2 separate regions of the Gossypium arboreum genome follow, and region 1 is linked to region 2. A link is a contact called in public Hi-C data. All regions are on one chromosome and are shown on one strand. Each heading gives the region's core, a stretch centred on a gene start, on an enhancer-like site or on the middle of the called end of the contact. The rest is flanking DNA. Distances are from core to core; before and after follow the strand shown.

What was found. A called contact is a pair of places that touch in the nucleus more often than the background predicts.
Region 1: a contact with region 2 is called in a Hi-C map of leaf, with 3 times the contacts expected there. The contact joins the promoter of LOC108458593 here to the promoter of LOC108458452 in region 2. A contact is called at or near these places in 2 of 5 Hi-C or Micro-C datasets (both in leaf).

The regions. Positions count from the first base shown.
Region 1 is chr4:95,750,142-95,756,366 of ASM2569848v2, reverse strand. LOC108458593 (thaumatin-like protein 1b) reads left to right here and starts at 2,623. Exons shown (of 2, transcript XM_017758004.2): 1 at 2,623-2,775; 2 at 2,908-3,656. The coding sequence starts at 2,730. The coding sequence ends at 3,587. It overlaps LOC128291416 (a long non-coding RNA gene), which reads right to left. Exons shown (of 2, transcript XR_008281190.1): 2 at 5,449-6,070.
Region 2 is chr4:95,549,597-95,556,252 of ASM2569848v2, reverse strand. It overlaps LOC108458452 (UDP-glycosyltransferase 73C12-like), which reads left to right and starts at 3,944. Exons shown (of 1, transcript XM_017757858.2): 1 at 3,944-6,010. The coding sequence starts at 4,436. The coding sequence ends at 5,884.

The DNA.
Region 1 (6,225 bases), core at 1,374-3,873, 200 kb before region 2:
TGACACGATTTGCCAATTGACATTTTGATGAAATAGTATTATCAATATCTGGGGGAGAAAATAAATAGTTGGTAAAGGAAATTATTTGGAATGCATCTTTATTATCTCATATAGATCCTCGAACAAATCAATGTAAACTAGAAACTCAAAAGATAATACATTCGCAAAATATTGCAAATCAATTGTTAGATGCATTTACTGACCTAAAAAGAGTTACTAAATTCCATATACCAGGTGAAGAAACTCCAATAAGAATTGATGTCTCTATAGGATAATTTGGTAGTGCAAATGAACATAAGCCTCGTTTGAAGTGTGGTAATAGACTAATTGGTTCCAAAGAATATCATTATACCATTATTCGATTCCATCAAATCAAACTACTCTTATAACAATTCCATACAATTACAACTTTATTTCATTCCTGTAGAATAGATATTGCATTACAATCCTATTCCATTTCAGTGAACCAAACATACCATAAGTTTACTTTCAAATGTAAAGTTTTTAGACCAATAGTCTGAAGTGCAAAATGAGTAAAACCTGTTGAATATAAATGGGCGTTTATGTGAAAACAAATGAAAAAGATGAAGTTGTACGATACAAATCATGATTAGTAGCACAAGGCTTTTCACAAAGGTATGTTATTAATTATGAGGAGACATATTCTCCAATGGTGAATGCAAATTACTTTAAGGTATCTTATTAATCTGACAATACATGAAAAGCTAGATTTGTGTCTAATGGATATTGTTACAACTTATTTATATGGATCACTTGATAATAAGATTTATATGAAAATTCTTGAAGGACTTAAAATGTCAATAGCATGTAAATATTCTCAGGAAAATTGTTTGATGTGTTTACATAAATCTTTATACGGATTGAAACAATCCAGGCATATGTGGTATAAATGACTCAGTGAGTTCTGTTGAAGGAATATTATAAAAACAATCCAACATGCTCGTGTGTCTTTATAAAAGATTAAAATTAGAGTTTGTTATAATTGTTGTGTATGTTGTTGACTTGAGTATTATTGGAACATGTGAAGAGATTCAAAAGGCAATTGATTATTTGAAGAAAGAATTTGAGATGAAAAATATTAGAAAAACTAAGTTTTGTCACTTATCAAATGAAATTCTTCTTCATTAATCAACTTATATAGAAAAAATCTTAAAAAATTTTATATGGATAAAACACATCCTTTAAGTACCCCGGTGATTGTAAGATGACTAGATGTAAAGAAAGATCATTTTCGTCCTCGTGAGAATGATGAAGAACTTATTAGTCCCAAAGTACCATATCTTAGTGCTATATAAACATTGATGTATCTTGCTAACAGTACACGACCTGATATAGCATTTGCAAAAGTTTATTAACAAGATTTAGTTCTTCTACAATGTGTTGGCACTAGAACAGAGTTAAGCAAATATTTTGATATCTCCAAAGATCGATTGATATAGGTTATTCTATCCAAATGGTTCAAATCACAATTGATTGGCTATGTAGATGTAGGATAATTACCTTATCCACATAAAGCATGCTCTCAAACGAATTGTATTTACAATCGAAGGTACAACTATATCGTAATGCTCAACAAAACAAATTTTAGTTGCTACTTCATTAAACCATGAAGAAATAATTACAATGCATGAAGTGAGTCAAGAATGTGTTTGGTTAAGATTGATGATCCAACATATCCAATAGATGTGTTGTATATCATCCAAAAAAATGATTCTATATCATCCAAAAAAATGATTCTAACTATTTTGTACAAAGATAATGTAGCATGCATAGCTCAATTGAAACGAGGGTGTACATCAAAAGAGACAAAACAAAATATATTTAACTGAAATTCTTCTTCACTCGTGACCTTCAAAAGAATGGTGATATAGATGTTTAACAAATTTGTTCATGTGAAAATTTGACAGATTTGTTCACTAAAGCACTGCTGACTAACACATTTGAGAAGCTAGTCAATGGAATTGGTATGCATTATGTGATGTTCTCATGAGGGAAATAAAATACACGCTATAATTTTTTTTCCTTAATTGAGATTTTGTCCCACTGGATTTTCCTAGTAAGGTTTTTAATGAGACAGTATGTGATGAGTATTATAGTTATGTGTACTTTTTTTTTATTCACTAAGCAATTTTTTTTACAGGATTTTTCTCTGAATAAGGTTTAACAAGACACATTATCTACAGATAGACATCCAAGAAGTAGTGTTATAAATATTTTATAATCATAGAAGTGGATGCCCACTAGAATAAGACATTTGATGTACTGTTGAACTTTAATGTAAATTAAAAGTAGAGTTTTATTTCATTTATATTTATTATATTTATAAATATAAACTTAAAAAAAACATTGTTGGTATCTCTATTTGATTAATTAAATACCATAATTTTTTTTCCTTTCTTACTCTCCTTATCTTATAACTGAACATTGATTAGTATTTCGTAATAAAAAATTAGTAGAATTTAATTCAAAATTATTTTTGTTTAAAAATAGAAAACAGCAGCGTAAGCAGTGTTAATTCTAGTAAAATTAAATATAATCACGACTTTTTCAAAGTTAGTTGCGATAGAAGTCTATATAGTCCATGTTAATATCCAATTCCGTATGCATTGAAGATTATATTGTTTCTGGGGCATGCCTATCAGTTCTTATACTAAGGCTCTTTAAATAACGAAAAGGAAACAATTAATTAATCAATTGTTTAAGCAAAGATGAAGTCATGGATCTTTGGCCTTTCCTTGCTTACCCTAATCTCAGGTAACAAACAAACCTCAAGTACCATTCTTTCTCTGCAACTCTAGTACCTCATCAACATTTCATTTGCAAGATTTAATGCTTATCAAATGTTCGTAATGGTTCTAGAATTTTTATCATTTTCTTATATTGCAGAGTCTCACATGGCAAGTCTCTACACTAGAAACAACTGTCCATTTACTGTCTGGCCAGGAACACTTACTGGCGCTGGTATACCTCAATTGTCCAACAGTGGGTTCGAGTTAGCCCCACAAGCATGGAATGCCATTACTGTTATTGCTCCTTGGTCAGGCAGACTCTGGGCTCGAACCCAATGCTCAACCTCCTCCGGATTGTTCACTTGTGCCACTGCAAACTGTGGGTCGGGCCAGGTTGCCTGCAATGGTGTAGGTGCAGTCCCTCCTGCAACCCTTGTAGAGTTCACTTTACCACAAAATGGAGGACAAGATTTCTATGATATCAGCCTAGTAGATGGCTTTAACTTGCCGGTTTCAGTAACTCCACAAGGCGGCTCGGGTCCAAACTGCACCATAACTAGCTGTTCGGCAAATGTGAATGCAATTTGCCCACCAGAACTGATTGTTAAAGCATCTTATGGGAATACCATAGCCTGCAAAAGCGCATGCCTAGCTTTCAAGCAGCCCAAGTACTGTTGCTCTGGTGAATATAATTCACCCCAGAAATGTGAACCCACAAATTACTCGATGGTTTTCAAGAACCAGTGCCCTCAGGCTTATAGTTATGCTTATGACGATAAAACTAGCATTTTTACCTGCTCTGGTTCACCTAATTACCTTATCACTTTCTGTCCATGAAACCTTAGCAGCAGGAGTAGGCTTTATCTGTTTTGCATTCATTAATAAAGAAAATGTTAGTACTGTTGTTTATATGCTTTGCACATAATTCTCATAGTTTTTCTAATTTTACTTTTAATCCTGTTATTTTCATGTCTCATCTAATATAGTATTAAGGTTGGCTTTTTTTACATTTAGTGGATAGCCATTTGCTTTTTACGAAAAGCTATCAGGGTGAGGGGATTAATGTGGCTAACCTCTTCAAAAAAAAAAAAAAAAATAGATGTACTCTTTCTTATTCTACTGCTAGTCCGAAATCCTCTTTTTGTGTGTGTGTGTGTGTGTGTACAAGAGGAGAAAATCCACTAAAATCAACCTAGCTGTAGACAAGCTAAACCGACGCTATCATTATGTAGATGCTGAAGAACTTCATCCGGTAGGTACAAGGAATGGACCCCCAGCGAGCATTAGTATGCCATCGACGCTAATCGATCAGCCACTTTGTTCCCTTCTTTATACGTATGTTGCACTTTTAACTTTCCAAGGTAGCTGTAGGTGACCAATAATAGTTCGAAGAACCTCGAAGTGATGCTGTGCTGATAACCTGTTTCGAATAAGCTGCGTCGCAACTAAGGTGTCTAAGTCAAGGATGATAAGGCGCAACCCCAGCTTCCGTGCTCTTGAGATTTTAAGATTGAGCACAGATACATATACCATATGGCCACAGCCCATTACCATGAATAAAACAATAGTATAATATTTATTTTGTTCTCTAACTTTATAAAAAAAGTTATTTTAGTCTTTTATTTAATTTTTTTCTAATTTTAATTTTTAAACTTATATTGTTTGTTAAATCATCCCAAAATAAATAAATAAAAGTTGACCGTCTATTCACTTTCTTGACATGACATCCATGTTGCATCCATATATAAAATGTTAGCAATTAATTATTTTTTAAAAATTTAAAATTATTTTATTATTTTAAATTTTTGAAAATAATTTTATAATTTTTATTTTTTAAATTTAAAATTAATTAATTGTTGACGTGGGGCTCATATGTATGCCACATTAGTAAAGTGAACCGAAATTAACTTTTTGTCCATTTTAAGGTGATTTGAAAAACAGTGTAAGTATAATGGCTAAAAAAGGAAAAACAAATAGAAGACTAAAATGACTCTTTTATAAAATATTTGAAAGTCCAAATAAATTATTATACCTACAAAAAATATATCTCAAACTCACAAATTTTGTGGTGCATCTTTAATAAATTGAAATAATAAACTGTTTAATAATTAAATTTTAAACTGATAAAATTTATTATACTTTCATTAGAAAATTTCACTGTTCACTTTTCTTGATTATTGAATTAAAATAGTGGATGTTGTGAAATTTGTTATAGGGTGTGAAAATTTGAATGGAATAACTAATTACAAATCTTGCCAAGATTATTTCTTTTGATGGATAAAAAAATAAATTTTGTCGCAAGTTTACAATGACAACATTTTATGATAATGAATGAAAACAAAATAAACAAATATATGAATCAAGAAAGAAGATAACAAATTCTAGTACGGGCCAAGGAAGTTACTAGGACAAGTAAAAAAGGGTAATGTTTTTCACCTATCTTTTTGGAGATATAGAAGAGAAACATAACCATAGATTTTCTTAAATTTATTATGATAGTCCTTATAAATTCTACACTTCTGCATTTTTTTAGCTAGGAAGGATTGAATGCATTTCCTCTTCAACATCAATGGGTTCTCTTAATAGAAAAAGGACAAATACTAGTTGTGTAAACTTTTGAAGGTTCCTACTATCAATGAAAAAGAAATGTTAAATTAAACAGAAAAGAAAAACAAGCTTTGCAGAAAACAAATATTGGTTCTTTTATAAGCCAAATCATATTTTATTAAATAAATCGGAGTTACAAAAAAAACTTGAAAGCTTTGTAGGTCGAGTTTACAAGAGACCTCCAAGCAGAATGGCAGCAACTACAACGCCAATACAACATTCTGCAAATTAAACAACACAACTATAGAAAACTTTGATCAACAAAGAAACAATGCAGCTGCATCTCCATCATAAGCAGCCATCATCAAATTTTAAACATGCTGGTTCTGTCAATACCAAATTGGCCAAGGCATCAACAGTACAATTTACCTCTCGAGGCAGTAAACAAAGCAAACACTACCAATGGCTCTAACTAAACCATCTATATCTTCATTACTTTCTCATGGAGTCCAAGCTCAAGTAGAACAGAAATAACCTAATAAATAACACCGCAAAAGTCTGACTCAATGACAAGAAATGCATTCTGTTTCAGCAAAAATTCCAGTGTCTCAAGCATTTACACCTTTATGCCATAAGTGAGATAAATACACATAATAACACAACTCTATAATCCTCTTCAAACAAATAAATGATGCCACATGACGCAACACAACTCCATGCCTTACATTCCAAACATGATCCCACTTAATTATGGATCCAAACAACTCTGCCACCTATGGTAACAAGACCAAACAAAAAGCTTGAGATAACACCAAAAAAAATGTCATCATTAACCGCTACCCATATCACCAGGAAACCTTAATCTGACCAATCAATCTTTAGAAACTTCAACAGCAGGGCACTCGAAACATATTCATGAATAGAATAA
Region 2 (6,656 bases), core at 2,695-5,194:
TCCAAACCTTTTTTATAAAGACACATAGACAAATTGGATCATTTTTGTAACATTCCTTTAACAAGTATTCACTAAGATGATTGTACCACATACTTCTAGATTATTTTAATCCATATAAACTTTTCTTTAATCTGATCGAGCAATTTTCTCAAGAAGCTCTATATCCTTCTAGGATTTTAAATCCTTCAGGGATTTTCATATAAATTTCATTATCAAGTATACCATATTAATAGATTGTAAAAACATCCATTAGATGCATGTCAAGTTTTTCACGTACTACCAAACTAATAAGATATCTAAACATGATTGCATCCATCATAGGAGAATATGTCTCTTCATATTCAATGCAGGCTTTTGTGAAAATCCTTGTGCTACAAGTCAAGCTTTATATCTTACGACTTCATCAATTCCATTTCATTTTTGCACAAATACCCATTTATATCCTACCGGCTTTACACCTTTAGGTGTTTGGATTACAAGTCCAAAAACTTCATGTTTAGAAAGTGAATTCAATTCTGCTTGAATTGTATCTTTCTATTTTTGGCAAATCTTTTCTATTTTTTACATTCCTTATTAGATTTAGGCTCAAGATCCTCATTTTCTTTTGTTATTTCAATAGCAACATTATAAGTAAACTTGTTGTCGACAACTACATTTTTTTCTGTTCTATTTTTTTCGATTCCATCTTTTTCTCGTATTGACATAACTTATCGAGATCTCTTTATTTTCATCATTTTCATTTTCACTTTTAGGTACTTGAATCTCTTCTTGAGTTTTACAATTAGTTATGTCATGGATCTCTTCAAGCAAACCCCCGCCTCTACTATATGATCTCTTCAGGAAAACCCTCGCCTCTACTATATGATCATATTAAATGTTTGCTCCTTTTTTTTCAAGGATTTTTATCTTTGGAACTAACCAGTCTTCCACGCTTCAGGCATGAGTTACTTTCTTTTGCATTAATAATTTTCCATATTAGGATACCAATTCGTATTGGAGCATTTTTAGTTGGTGTGTGAGATTTAATGAATTTCACAGTTGATTTGTAAAATGAATTATCTATTGAACTTCTAGTTCACATTGCTTTGTACTAGGATCTTAGACATTGATAATTCATTTCAAGTACTTTATTAATTCAGCTTTTTATTCTCTCTCCCTAATGTTGGGAAAACTGACAACTCATGTCATGACTAAATATTGAAATAATAGCTCAAAAATATTATAAGGAGACTTGTATAAATATAGATCCCCAATCTCGTATGATGACTCATCTTTGTGCGTTGTGGTGGAGCAGTTGGAACATATACCACACATCCAGAAATTGTAAAATGGGAAATATTTGGCTTTTTACCAATAATCAATTGTAATAGGGAGTATTTATAATTTATTGGCTTGATGTGTACAACATGTAAATCAATACAACCTCATGCTGAAATAGAAAGTTTTGTTCTCATAAGTAATGATTTAGCTATTAGTTTGCGGCATTTGATAAACAATTCAGCTAAATCATTTTGTGTGTGAACATGAGCTACATGATGTTCAGCTTTTATCCCAATTGACATGCAATAATCATTGAAAACTTGGAATGTAAACTCACCAACATTAGCAAGATGAATTGTTTTAATTGCATAATCTGAAATTAATCATTTAAACAAGCAATCTCGCAAACGACAGGTTGCGAGTTGATAACGCAAGTGATTATTTTGTAGATGCATCTACCAAAATCATATAATATCAAAACCATCCACATGGTGGATGAATGGGCCCATATTCATTTCAGAAATGTAAGATATCAAATATCAACTTTAGCTAGTGAGTTTTTAAGAATCAATTTTTATCGAGAACAAGAAACAAATAAGAATTCTTTAAATTAAAGAATCTCTTGGTTCTTTAATTATTGTTCATATGAATTCTCTATTAATTTCAGCATCATATATGATCCAGGATGGTCTAACTGATCATGTCAAGTAGTAAATGCATTTGTATTAGTAAACTTCTGTTTTACTTTAACATGTGTTTCAATTGTACTAAATTGAAACAATTTGATGATTTTATTATCATTCCTTTTAATTTGTATCCACATATAAGTACTATTGTGACATTTATTACTTTAAATGTCTAAATCAATGTGAAGTCTATAATGCCACTAAGTCAATAAATATAATTTTCAAATAATTATATGCAGTATTTGCTTCAGGGAATATGCCAAATCTTCAAATGTCCAAAAATCTATTAATAGCAAACTTAGAGAGTGATCTTATTTTCCAAGTGTACAACATGTACATAACCAATGACTTTTCATACATAAGTTTTCTTTCTTGCAAGTTCTCATCAATAATATTTTTTCACGTAATTTTAATTGAGAACTTATTCTGAATATTGTAGAGTTATACTCACACTTTTTAAAAAAACTTGCAACTTTAGGTGCATCTAACCATAATAGGCTTTAGATAAAATTATCATATTCTATTGCTTATAAGTATATCTTTCACAATCAAATATTTTTCTTTCAAATATTTTGCTTTCAAATCTTTAATGGGGTGATGACAAAAAAGATCACAAAGATTATAAAATAAATATAAATTAATAACCCAATCCTTTTTTTATTCATATGAAATATAATATTTTTGTCATTCGCAATCTCAATATGAGATTCATTACAAATATCTTTTAAAAGTAATGAATTAACCATCACAAATTTTGTGCTTTTTAGATATTAATATATTAGCTCTTCTGGAGCTTTCAACTAATTTTGTACAATCAAATATTAGAATAATATTTGTTTGATTCAGATACAAATAAGATAAATATTTTCCATCTATAATTATAAAATTCATTATTACATTTTCATATCATTCCTCAAAGAATATTAATAGAAACAAAATATTTGGGCATACACCACATTTGTGGCCAATAACATTTCATATCACATTGATAACATAAGTTATCTTTACCCTTTGAAGAGTTATCTTGAGAACTCTCATTGTTCTCTTATTTATTACTATGTTCCCACTTTTAGTGGTCCATAATTATTATATCTTTTATTTTCTTTATGTTTGCATTTACTTCAGGGAATGTAACAAATCTGGTAGGACAAACTTTTAAATGCCTCTATTGATTTTTTATTTCATAATCACCATCACAAACATGCGTGGATTTTAAATTAGTCTATCCATTCATGTTGTCATTATTATTCTCTAATTATAATAAACATGATATAATAAATAAAATATAGTAAAGTATACCTGAAGATTTTTAACATCATCGTCATCACCTTGACTATTATCACGAGCACAAATATATACTTTACCCATGCTTGTACAATAAATTAAAGATCGGGAATAAAAACCATAATCCATTCTGAGATTGAATCTTTTAACATCTCGAAGATGAAGTTGTAAGGGTGAAAGTTTAAGTTGAAAAAGAATTTAATCTGTGTTATAAAATAAAGAGTGATAGAGAGACTAAAGAATAAAGAAAATATGGGAAGTAATAGAGAATGTATTTTATTGATCAATGGGATGACTTCGAAAGATTTTGAAAAAAATAGAGAATCGTCGTGCTGATAACATGTTATAAAATAAAGAGAGATAGAGAGAATAAAGAACAAAGAAAATACGAAAGCAAGAATGTACTTTATTGATAAAAAGGATATTATTACAATGCTTCATTAGGGTCTCTATTTATAGGCATAAGAAGTATAAAAGAACTAGAGGTCTAATTCTAATAACTATTAGAATTTAAAGTACATTAAAATTTTATCTTGATCATGAGGAACATACACTTAATAAAATATTCATAACAAATATATATTTTAAAATACTTATTTCAATTTTAATAGTATATTTAATTTGTAAAAATAGTGATAAACTTAAAAAAATTCACATTTTTAAATTTTCCAGTGACTCATTATGTAAGATTGTAAATTAAATTATTGCATAAAATAAACTTAATAAACTTATTATAAAAAAATCTGCAAAACACCATTATAAATTACATAAAAAAACATACACATGTTAAAATTTTATGATATATTGTAAGTAATAATATGATTTAACAAAAATAACTTTATAAGACAATTATTTTGTGAGTCCAATTAACCACTCACTCCCATGGTGATATTTCCAAGAACTTCCGAGTCAGACTTGGACTCCAAGTACTTTTAATTATTAGCATTAGATTGGAATCTTCAAGGACTTCGACTCCAAGTAATATTATCTTTTAGGCCGCAAACTCGGCCACTCATTCTGAAATAGAGTTTACTTCGGAAAGGTCCCCACGATTCTGTCATTTCAACCCAAAATGGACAAAATATGGTTACGTGTTCTCTTACATCAGCAGCCAACTATCATATTCTAAAAATTAGCCCCAAACTTTGCTTATATAACACATTTTGGCACTCTTCTATTGTCAGATCACGTCCACGGTTCCTTTAATGGCTCAAGGTCACTTTGTCTTGATCCCTTTCATGGCTCAAGGACACTTGATCCCCATGGTAGATATTGGTCGACTGTTAGCGCAGCGTGGCGTGACTGTTACTATAGTTACAACACCTTACAATGCAGGCAGAGTCCAAAAATCAGTGGCCCGGGCCATTGAATCAGGGCTCCCCATACGTTTACTGCAACTCCAGTTTCCTGGCAAAGAAGTAGGACTGCCAGACGGGGTTGAGAATATAGACATGTTGCATTCAATGGAGGACTTGATCAAATTCGTCAGTGCCGCAAACAAGATGGAAGAAGCAATGCTGAAATTATTTGAGAAGCTAACACCACGCCCCAATTGTATTATTTCAGACATAAACCTGTTTTACACCCGCAAAATCGCTACCAAGTTCCAAGTTCCAAGGATATCCTTCCATGGATTTTGTTGCTTCTGTCTTCTTTGTTTGCGGAATATACAGTCCTCAAAGATAAATGAGACTGTAACCTCTGATTCTGAATACTTCACGGTGCCTGGTTTGACCGACAAGGTGGAATTTACTAGAGTCCAGTTGCCTCTTGACAATGATGGATCCTGGAAGGAAATTTTTGAACCGATGTGGGAAGCTGACCGAGCATCATATGGAGTTGTCATAAATACCTTCGAAGAGCTGGAATCAGCTTATGTCAAAGAGTACAGGAAGGAAAAGAAAGCTTGGTGTATTGGTCCAGTGTCTCTCAGCCACAAAGATGAGTTGGATATGGCTGAAAGAGGTAACAAAACTTCAATCGATGGGCAGAAGTGTTTGAAGTGGCTTGATTCTCAACAACCCGGCTCTGTAATCTATGCTTGCCTTGGGAGCATAGGCACTATAAAGTGTCCAGAACTGATAGAGTTAGGATTGGGGTTAGAGGCATCGAACAAGCCATTCATTTGGGTCCTAAGAGGAAATAATCCAACGGCAAGCGAAGTATACAAGTGGATTAAAAGGAATGAATTCGAAGAAAGAACAAAAGGAAGAGGGCTTGTGGTTGTGGGATGGGCTCCCCAAGTACTCATTTTGTCACACCCAGCAATAGGAGGCTTCCTAACTCATTGTGGATGGAATTCAATAATCGAAGGCATTTCTGCTGGTGTCCCTTTGATAACATTTCCATTCATGGGAGACCAGTTCTGCAACGAGAAACTTGCAGTACAAATACTGAAAATTGGAGTCAACCTTGGGGCTAACAAGCCTACGATGCTGGGAGATGAGAAATCTGGGTTCATTTTAAACACGGAACATGTTAAAAATGCAATAGACAAACTGATGGAGCAAGGAAATGAAGGAAAAGAGATGAGAAAACGAGCCAAAGAATTAGGTGATGAGGCGAATAAAGCAGTTGAAGTGGGGGGGTCTTCTTACATGAATATTACACTGTTAATACAAGATATCCTCCAACAATCTCAGGAAATGCGTTAGGATTTGGTTCAAACCTGATCGGATGGCCACAACTGGGTATTTATTTCCCTTTTGATGTAAAACTGTAAAAACTAGAATAATGCATCAAAACATCAAATTAAAGCAAACTACGAAATTTTTTAAAAATTAAGTGTTGAAGTGAAAGTTGAAAAAACTAGAATAATGCATTTAAAAGTTGTTATATTGTATTTATTTATTTCATTGTCGAAAATTTTATTTCTTTTTAATTTTGAAATTTTAGATTTGAAACATAATAAATAAATTATTGAAATTTTTATCTCTTGATAATGTCAATTGATTTATTACTATAATATTGATATTAATTAATTTAATTTCCTTCTAAATTTTGAAATTTTATTTTACATTTCTAAATCATTCTTAACAAAATCAACTCAAATAATTCATATTTAATAATTGTCAACTAAACTTAAAATTTTTTTATTATATAATCTTAAATCTTCCATGTTAAAGTATTTAAAAAACATTGCAATTAATTAAATTAATTACTTGTTTTTCGTTGGGGTAAAAAAGTGATGAAAATAATTTTGGGTTTTATTTGACATGGAAGATAAAATTAATTAATTTGATTAATTGCAAGTATTTATTTTCCTTTGCTTTTAGCTTAGTATGGGAGATTCGAGAATGAATTATATGAAACTGTGATTCCACATCATTCCTATCCCTTTCCAATAAGAGAATGACAAATCATATTTTTTCTCTTGATTTTTAGCATTTTTAGTTGGATTTGAATTTTTTCAAGAGGAAAAGGCCG